Regions from separate parts of the Columba livia genome. Here region 1 is linked to region 2. A link is a contact called in public Hi-C data. All regions are on one chromosome and are shown on one strand. Each heading gives the region's core, a stretch centred on a gene start, on an enhancer-like site or on the middle of the called end of the contact. The rest is flanking DNA. Distances are from core to core; before and after follow the strand shown.

Evidence for each region. Hi-C and Micro-C count contacts between places; a contact is called where the count stands out from the background.
Region 1: a contact with region 2 is called in a Hi-C map of liver, with 2.1 times the contacts expected there. The contact joins the enhancer-like site here to the promoter of PTGS1 in region 2. A contact is called at or near these places in 2 of 2 Hi-C or Micro-C datasets (crop and liver).

What each region holds. Positions count from the first base shown.
Region 1 is chr19:1,841,606-1,845,164 of bColLiv1.pat.W.v2, forward strand. No RefSeq gene overlaps it. Among named protein-coding and RNA genes, the nearest start is that of MORN5, 14 kb to the left of the region's middle. Within about 2 kb of position 1,411, at least 1 of the 3 cell types and tissues checked has an H3K27ac peak away from gene starts, as active enhancers do.
Region 2 is chr19:1,762,700-1,766,398 of bColLiv1.pat.W.v2, forward strand. It overlaps PTGS1 (prostaglandin-endoperoxide synthase 1), which reads right to left and starts at 1,888. Exons shown (of 11, transcript XM_065035456.1): 1 at 1,691-1,888. The coding sequence starts at 1,814.

The sequences.
Region 1 (3,559 bases), core at 161-2,660, 78 kb after region 2:
GGGCACTGCAGCCTCTCACCAAGACGGGTGCATCCCCAGCCGGGTCACGGGGTCCCCAGGGAGAAAACACCCTCATGGGAGGGAGGGTTGGCCCTCAGGTCCCACAGTCACTTTTTGTCCCACAACAGCAGAAAGCCGGGTGCAGCTGGGAGATGGGTGGGGATGGGGATGCCCAGTGTGCCCAGGACCCTCCCACTGCAGGTGCTCCAAAGCCCAGGACCACCCAGCCCACCTCCCAGCAGGCCAGCAGCTCATTTCTGGCTGATCCTATAAAGCTGGGAGGGAAAAGGGGTTTCACCTGCATGGAGCCTGTGGACCCTCCCTTTCTGCCTGGGGCTCTGGTGAGTGCTGCGGGTTTGGGGCTGCAGGGGGTGGGTTTGCTGTGGGTTGAGCTGTGTCACTGACTGTGTCACTCACCAGTGTGGCTGTCATGAGCCTGTGTCTGTTGGTGGCATCGTGTGCTGCTGGCAGACGCTTGTCTCGTGTGAGCCTTGTCCTCAGGGACGTTCTAGGTGGCCACAGCTAGAGGGGGAGGTTGAAACCTACTGGTGTTCAAGCACTCAAAACCAACGAGTTCCTGGTTACCTGTTGTCTGCACATCTTCTTCCACCTGTGGGATGTGCAAAGGGGGCTTAAAACTCTGTGAAAGGAACCAGTTACTCCTACAAACTGAGAACCATGGGAGGGATGAGAACTGAGCCCGCACTCGGTGTAACTCGTGCTGCGGATGGTGTTGCTACACCGTGGTCCTTCTGTGGATGGGGGTTGCTCAGAGACAGGTTTCGTGCTGAAAGCACTCGTTTTTGTGTTTATTCTCAAGCTATTTTGCAAACCTGACTTGAAGCAAGACCGTGGGCTGCTGCTCCTGACAGACACAGTGAGGATGGGCAGGGACCCCGCGGTGCCTGCTCAGCCCACGCTGTCCCCACACCCGGTCTGGGGACCCCTGGTCCTGCACCCCTCTCCTTGTTTAGCCCCAGGTTCCTCGGCCATTACCAATGGCCGGGCTCTCTGTCTGCTGTTTCCTTATAATTTGAGAGCCTTCCTCACATTAATCTTTTTATTTTTATTTTGACAAATGTACGTTTCCAGGAAGTTGCTGAGGTCAAAGCAGCATCTGTTGCTCGTTATTTTGGGGGATGCAGAGGGTCTTTGTGAGGGTTTCCAAAGCAACAAGGAATTAAGTGGTTTGTAAAGCGGAGAGCAGGAATGAGGAGCGGGCTGAGGCTTCCTGAGAGGCGGCTGAAGATGCTGATGAAAATCAGATCAGCTCGGCTCTGTTTTCTTGGAAACTTGATCTATTTTTCTTGTACGACTGTCAGCCTGACTCCCGTATTTCATGTGCTTGGCCACGGCAAGCTCTGTGTTTTGGCACTGGGATTAGTGTGGCCCCGGTCGGACACGGGCTCTGCAGGATGGGAACAGAGCGGAGCGTTTGGCAGCAGCAGTGCAGGTCCCTGGGGTGGCTCTGGATGGGAACGTGGGCTGAGACCCCCAGGACGGGCACCAGCTCCCGTCCCTCCACCCCACAGATGTCCCTCATCCACCAAACCCACACCACAAATTGCCCAGCACATCCCACAGGGCAGCTGTGGCGAAAGCTGCTTTTTCTTTCAAAACAACCCGAGGAGGGTCCGGTGCCAAGGCGAGGGCTGCGAGGAGCCCAGGAGATTTATCGCTGAGGAAATACTTTCTCCAGCGAGGGCTGACGGCCGCAGCAGGAACAATGGGAGATTCGCAACGTGAACAAAGCTGATTTCGTTCTTCTTTTTATCAATGCGTTTTCCTTGCGGATCCTCCCTTCCTGGAAGTTGGAGATGTAGCTTCCCCGGCGCGCCGGCCGCGTAATCAGCAGGAATGGCCGTATCCTGGCTGGGAAGCGAGCTGTGAAACGCTGTCGCCCGCCGTGATTTATGAGCCCGTGGCAGCGGCCAGCGGCAGGGCTGGCCCGCGGACAAGGTGCCAGGGCGCGTGCAATATCCACGTATTCTTTCTCCTCCTTGTCGGGTCCCCGGGGAGCCGCAAAAGGAAGTTAATGGATTAGACACACACGTTCCACTTGATTTTTATTTTTTTATTGCCGTGTCTTTCCAAACGCCTTTAGCAGATGCGTGAGCACAATGGGGTTGGGCAGCAGCGTCCCGGCCGGGCGGGCAGCGGGGAGCAGCCTGCCTGGAAAGGTCAATATGGAGAGTGTTTGCTCAGGGACGTGGGGACAGGCTGTCCTGAGCAGGCAGCATCCTCCCCTGCTGGGGGGGCTTGCAGGGCCATGCTCAGCCCCGTCTCATCGCCACGATGGGCAGAGTGAAGGTGATTCCAGCTCATCCGCAGCCGGTGCCGACTGACAACCCTGGGGCACCACAGCACCTTCCTGTGGGGACATGGGTACCCGCTGGCGGCAGCCAGTGCTGAGCAGGGCTCTCGCTGTGCCCGGAGCTGTAACATCCTTCCCAGGGTGTGTGAGCGGCTCCTGGGCCCGTGCTCCTGCCATGTCGCATTATGCAATCCTCACCCGATCCCAGGAATATGAAATAATTATTCCAAGTGATCAGATTTTAATTATGCAACACAGAGGATGATTATTGTACACCAAATTGGTGCCGAGTGCTTAGTTATGTATATGCCAAATTTAGTCTATACTATTATACCCAGTGGGTGGCCATAGACAATCAGGAAGTAATTAGTTTTGCTGGAGGTTGTTCGGCTGCCTGGGTCGCTGTGCTGTCTGGGGAGCGTCTTGCTGCGCTCTGTGAATACCGCGGGCTCGGAGTTCAATACCGTCTTTTTGTGACGAGCTAATAAGCTGTCTGCATGGCGGCCTGTAATTAGCGCTGTCGATATTCATTTGGAAATGGAGACCGCGCTGAGCGGCTCCGCCGACGGCGCTTCCCTTTGTCGAGGCTCCCGGCTGGTCCCTCGCTGCTGCCGAGGAGCGGCGGTGGGTGCGGAGGGATGGGGATGCGCTGGTTGTGTGTGACACCCGGGGGTCCCCACCGAGGAGAGCACCCAGCACTGAGGGGCTGAGCCCCTGGGACCCAAACCTGCCCCACGCTCACCCCTGTGCCAGCCAGGCTGTGCCCCTTGTGTGGAGCTGCTCTCAGCCCCAGGCATGGGGTGGGGTCCACCAGTGCCCTGTCCTTGAGATGGGGACATGCAGGGGTTTTGGCCGGGGTGGCCGTCCCCTCCCCAGCGCCATGGGCTGCTCTCGGGCATCACCGGGCAGTGCTGAGGGGCTGCGTGGCTGCACCTTTCCAGTCTGCCTGATCCTGCGGGGTTCACGCTCATCTGTTGGGGTCTCACATGCAGAACTGTGTGGCCTGGGGCTACCTTGGCTGGGAGGTCACCGGGGTATCTCCCCCCAGGGTATCACCTCCAGGATGCTGTTTGCAGCCGGTCAGTGTTGTGAGGCACCGGGAACCAGCCGCCTCTGCCGGAACAGCCTGGATATGCCAGGCGGGAATTGTCTGAAGTACAGAGCAACTTTTACCTCTGTTACACAAAGGAAACTTTCCTCCTCTTTTTGTCGGGGATGCTCACTCCATTGAGATGATTGGCATAC
Region 2 (3,699 bases), core at 638-3,137:
GCAGGACACACAGATGCTGCTCCCTGTCCTCAGCCCCCAGGAAGAGCTCCTCAGGGAGGTGAGACCCATGTTGGGAGAAGGCCAAGCTGGAGGAGGGACTGGACAGAAGCTGTCCCTTGCTCGTCCCCACCCGCGCTGCCTGCTCAGCCCCGTGCACCCACCCTGTGCACAGTTTGGGAGCTCTTGGGTTTGGACACATCAGTTCCCACCACAGTGGGTAAACCTGGGCAGGCTGCTGGAGACAGAGTCACCATCAGCACCATTCGCACTGCAGGCAGCCGGAGTCCTGCTGAGGGATATGGCCCACATGCTGTTGGTTTTGCTGAGCGTGTCACTTTAGTGAGGAACTGTAAAACCTGAAAAGTGCTATGACCTTAATGCTGGGATGGCATTTTTTCTGCAGGGAGGAAGGTCATTTCTCGGAAGAGGGACTGGAGTCAATGCTCCATCAGGACCTGGAGAAAACTGCACTGTATGGGCTGGAGATGGAGCTGATGGGATTCCACACATGGTTTTATTTCACAACACGCTCTGTGGATGCCTGCCATAAGCAGCGTTACTCCTCGACATCCCCAATGCACAAGCAGCCCAAGCCCATTGCAGCTGTGCTGGTGCATGGTGAACTGCTGGAGCACATGGGCACAGGAATGAAACAATGACTTAGGACACTGATGCTGTCTCTGCTGCCCCCAGCCTCCATCCTTACCCCCAAACTGCAGTTTCACCTGCTATATGTTTGGGAAGAGCAAGGAAGGGCCCCGACATTCATGGATACTATTCCCCTTTCTTCTAAGAATCCCTGTCCCAGCTGGGATGCTATGGGGAGCAGCCAGGTGCTGCTCCTCAGCGCGGTGGCTGCGAACCTGTCCTGCCCCGGGCCTCTGCGGGGTGGCGGTGGGCTTGGCGGGAACCCAGCCCTGTCGTGCAGCCACACTTGGGCCAGCGACAGCTCCTCCAGCCCTTGCGTGTGGTCTCAGCGTGGCCGCAGCAGGAGGCAAAGGGGAAGTTTGTTTTTCATGGGTGATGTTACTCTCCAGTCTGGCATGACCAGCCAAACCCTGCAGCTCCAGCTGCTGCGGAGACTCTGCCCCAGGCGGTGACCTCGGGGCTCCCGGCCACCGGTGCCACAGCTCCTGCTGGCTGCCCGGCTGCCCCTGCCTGCCCTGCCTGTCCTGCCCCGTCTGCACTGTCCTCTGCTCTGGGGCCCCAGGGCCGGGTCTCGCAGCGGCGGGGCGAGGACCAGCCCGGGGCGATGGGCGCGATCCCGGGCGAGGACCAGCCCGGGGCGATGGGCGCGATCCCGACCCCGGGGACCCGGCGGAGCGCGGGCCCGGCCCGCAGGGCTGGGCAGGGGCTTGGGTCGGACACCCCGACCTCCCCCGGCGCCGTCCTGGACCAGGTTCCCCTGCATCCCCCAGTACCGAATCCCCCGGCGCCGGGTCTCCCTTCGTTCTCACCGTCCCCCTGGTGCCGGGACCCCCTCGCTCCCCGGGTCCCCCGCGGTACCGGATACCCCAGTGCAGGTTGTGGCCGCTCCCCTCGATACCGGATCCCCCGGAGCGGGGTCCCTCCCCGCTCACCGAGGCCCCTCGATGCCAGATTCCCCGGGTGTGAGATGTCGCGTCGCTCCCCGGTACCCGTTCTCCGGTCTCCCTCCCTCCCTCCCAGTGCCGGCCCCCGCCCCGCGTACCGGAGCCGTCGGTGGCGGCGGTCCCGGCGGCGCAGAGCAGCACGGCGTGGGCGAGGAGCAGCCGCAGCCCGGCCCGGCGCAGCCCCGCAGCCAGGGGGACACGGGCCCGACACCCACCACCCATGGTGAGAGGCAGTTCGGCCGTGTCCCGTCGCCGCTCCCGGCCCGGCCCCGCCGCCCCCGCCCTCGCCGCGCCTCCTCCCGCCCCCGACGGGACGGGGCCGCCTCCGACAGCCCGGCCCGCCGGGAGGGGCTGCCCCGGCCCGCGCACCCTTCCTTGGGGTCCCCGTGACCACCCGTACACCCCCAGTCGTGCCCTGTGCCCCGTGTCCCTCAACATCCCCACTCTCTGGCCCCCAGGTCTCCCTAGTCCCCACATCTCCAGCATCCCTCTGCCCACTCCCTGGTGCCCACATCCCTCTGCACTCCCATGCCCACCCCCTGAGCCACAAGCCCCCTGCCTGGGTCCCCATGCCTTGGGACACCGTGTGACAGTTCAGGCAGCAGCAGGGCCATGGGCTGTGGGCCCAGCCCAGTTCCCTCCAACGTGTTGCAGGAGGCTGCCCCAGCAGCGCTGCCCAGCTGGCACCAGTAGCCAGGCTGTCCGCAGCCGCCAACAACCAGAAAAGCTGAGTTTATCAGTGAAACCATCGCTGAGTGTTTCCTGCCTGGCTGCCTTGTCCCCCGGTGCCAGCTTGCTGCCAGCAGGGACAGGATCAGGCCAGCCCATGCATGCATCGGCCACCCCACAGGGGAGTGCATTGGGTTGGGAGAGCTCTGCATGTGACTGGGGTGGGCGAGAGCGCGGTGGGCTGCAGCTCTGGCTGGGACAGCCTCACAAGATGGCTCTGAGCCTGGTAGCACCCAGAGCCCAGGAGCTGTGGCTCCTCTCCCTATCCTGTGCCGCTCTGCGGTAGCAGCAGAGACCCTGGCACAGGCCTGCGAGGGTTTCAAGATTATCTGGAGTTTTGCAGAGCAGCAGGAAGCCCCGGCAGAGCTGGGGGGTGCGCGGTTCCTGTGCTTTGCACAGAAAGCGGCTGTGCAGTGGGGACAGGGGCTCATGCTGCGTGGCTTTCCTGGGTTTCAGCAGCAGGGAGGGAGTGTCCACACAGGGCCAGCGACTTTTGCAGGTGTCCAGAAAGGAACAAGGGCCTCAGGTCCAGCTTTAGTGGGAAAATGCATCAGCTGGAACATGAAGATGAGCTCAGCAGGCCCTTGATGTGCTCTCACAGGGTGGGGACACTGGCTGCCTCCCAGTGATGAATATGCACTGGAAACGAGGGGCAGGTTCTGCTGTATGTCTGCAGTTGATATGGTCAGTGTGTGCTGGGCCCAGAGCTGCTCTTGCCTGCTGAGCCCCTGCCTGTGGGCAGCGCCGTCCCTCCGGGCACTGCACACCCGGCACTTGCCCTGTCCTCTGGCCCCTGAGACAAAGAGCGGCTGATCCATGGGGATGGGCACCAGATATAAAGCCATGGTAGGCTGCTGGTTCAGCATAGGCGGATGGGTTTCTGCAGGGTGTTGGGATGGTTTCAGCATGAGCATGGGGAGATGGTGTCAAACACTCACCCAGGTGCTGCCCCGTTCCCCTGCCCCACGCCTGTGCCCTGTGGGGCTGCAGCAGTGGGGCAATGTCAGGTCTCCCCTCCCACCACCACCACCGGCACCATGGTGTTGTAGCCCCACAGGGAGCAAAGCACTTCACCCTGTAGCTGTGCACCTTTCGCTTCCCTTCAGCACCTCCAGACCCAGCTCCGACCTTTCACCCTCCCTGTTCACACCTATCACCTGGTGCTGTTGTCTGCAGCATTGGGACCTGGCAAAATGCAAACTCCCTTGTCTCCCCTGCTCAGCCTGGCAGCCCTTGAGGATGTCCCATCTCTGAGACTGCTCCTGTGCTCTCAGCCCCCTCTCTTCCCCCTTGTCAGGTTTTAATAATTGTTCAGTTGCACAATACAGGAAATTATTGCAACAGCCCCAAGGCCAACTGTCTCGCCAGGGCTACCGGG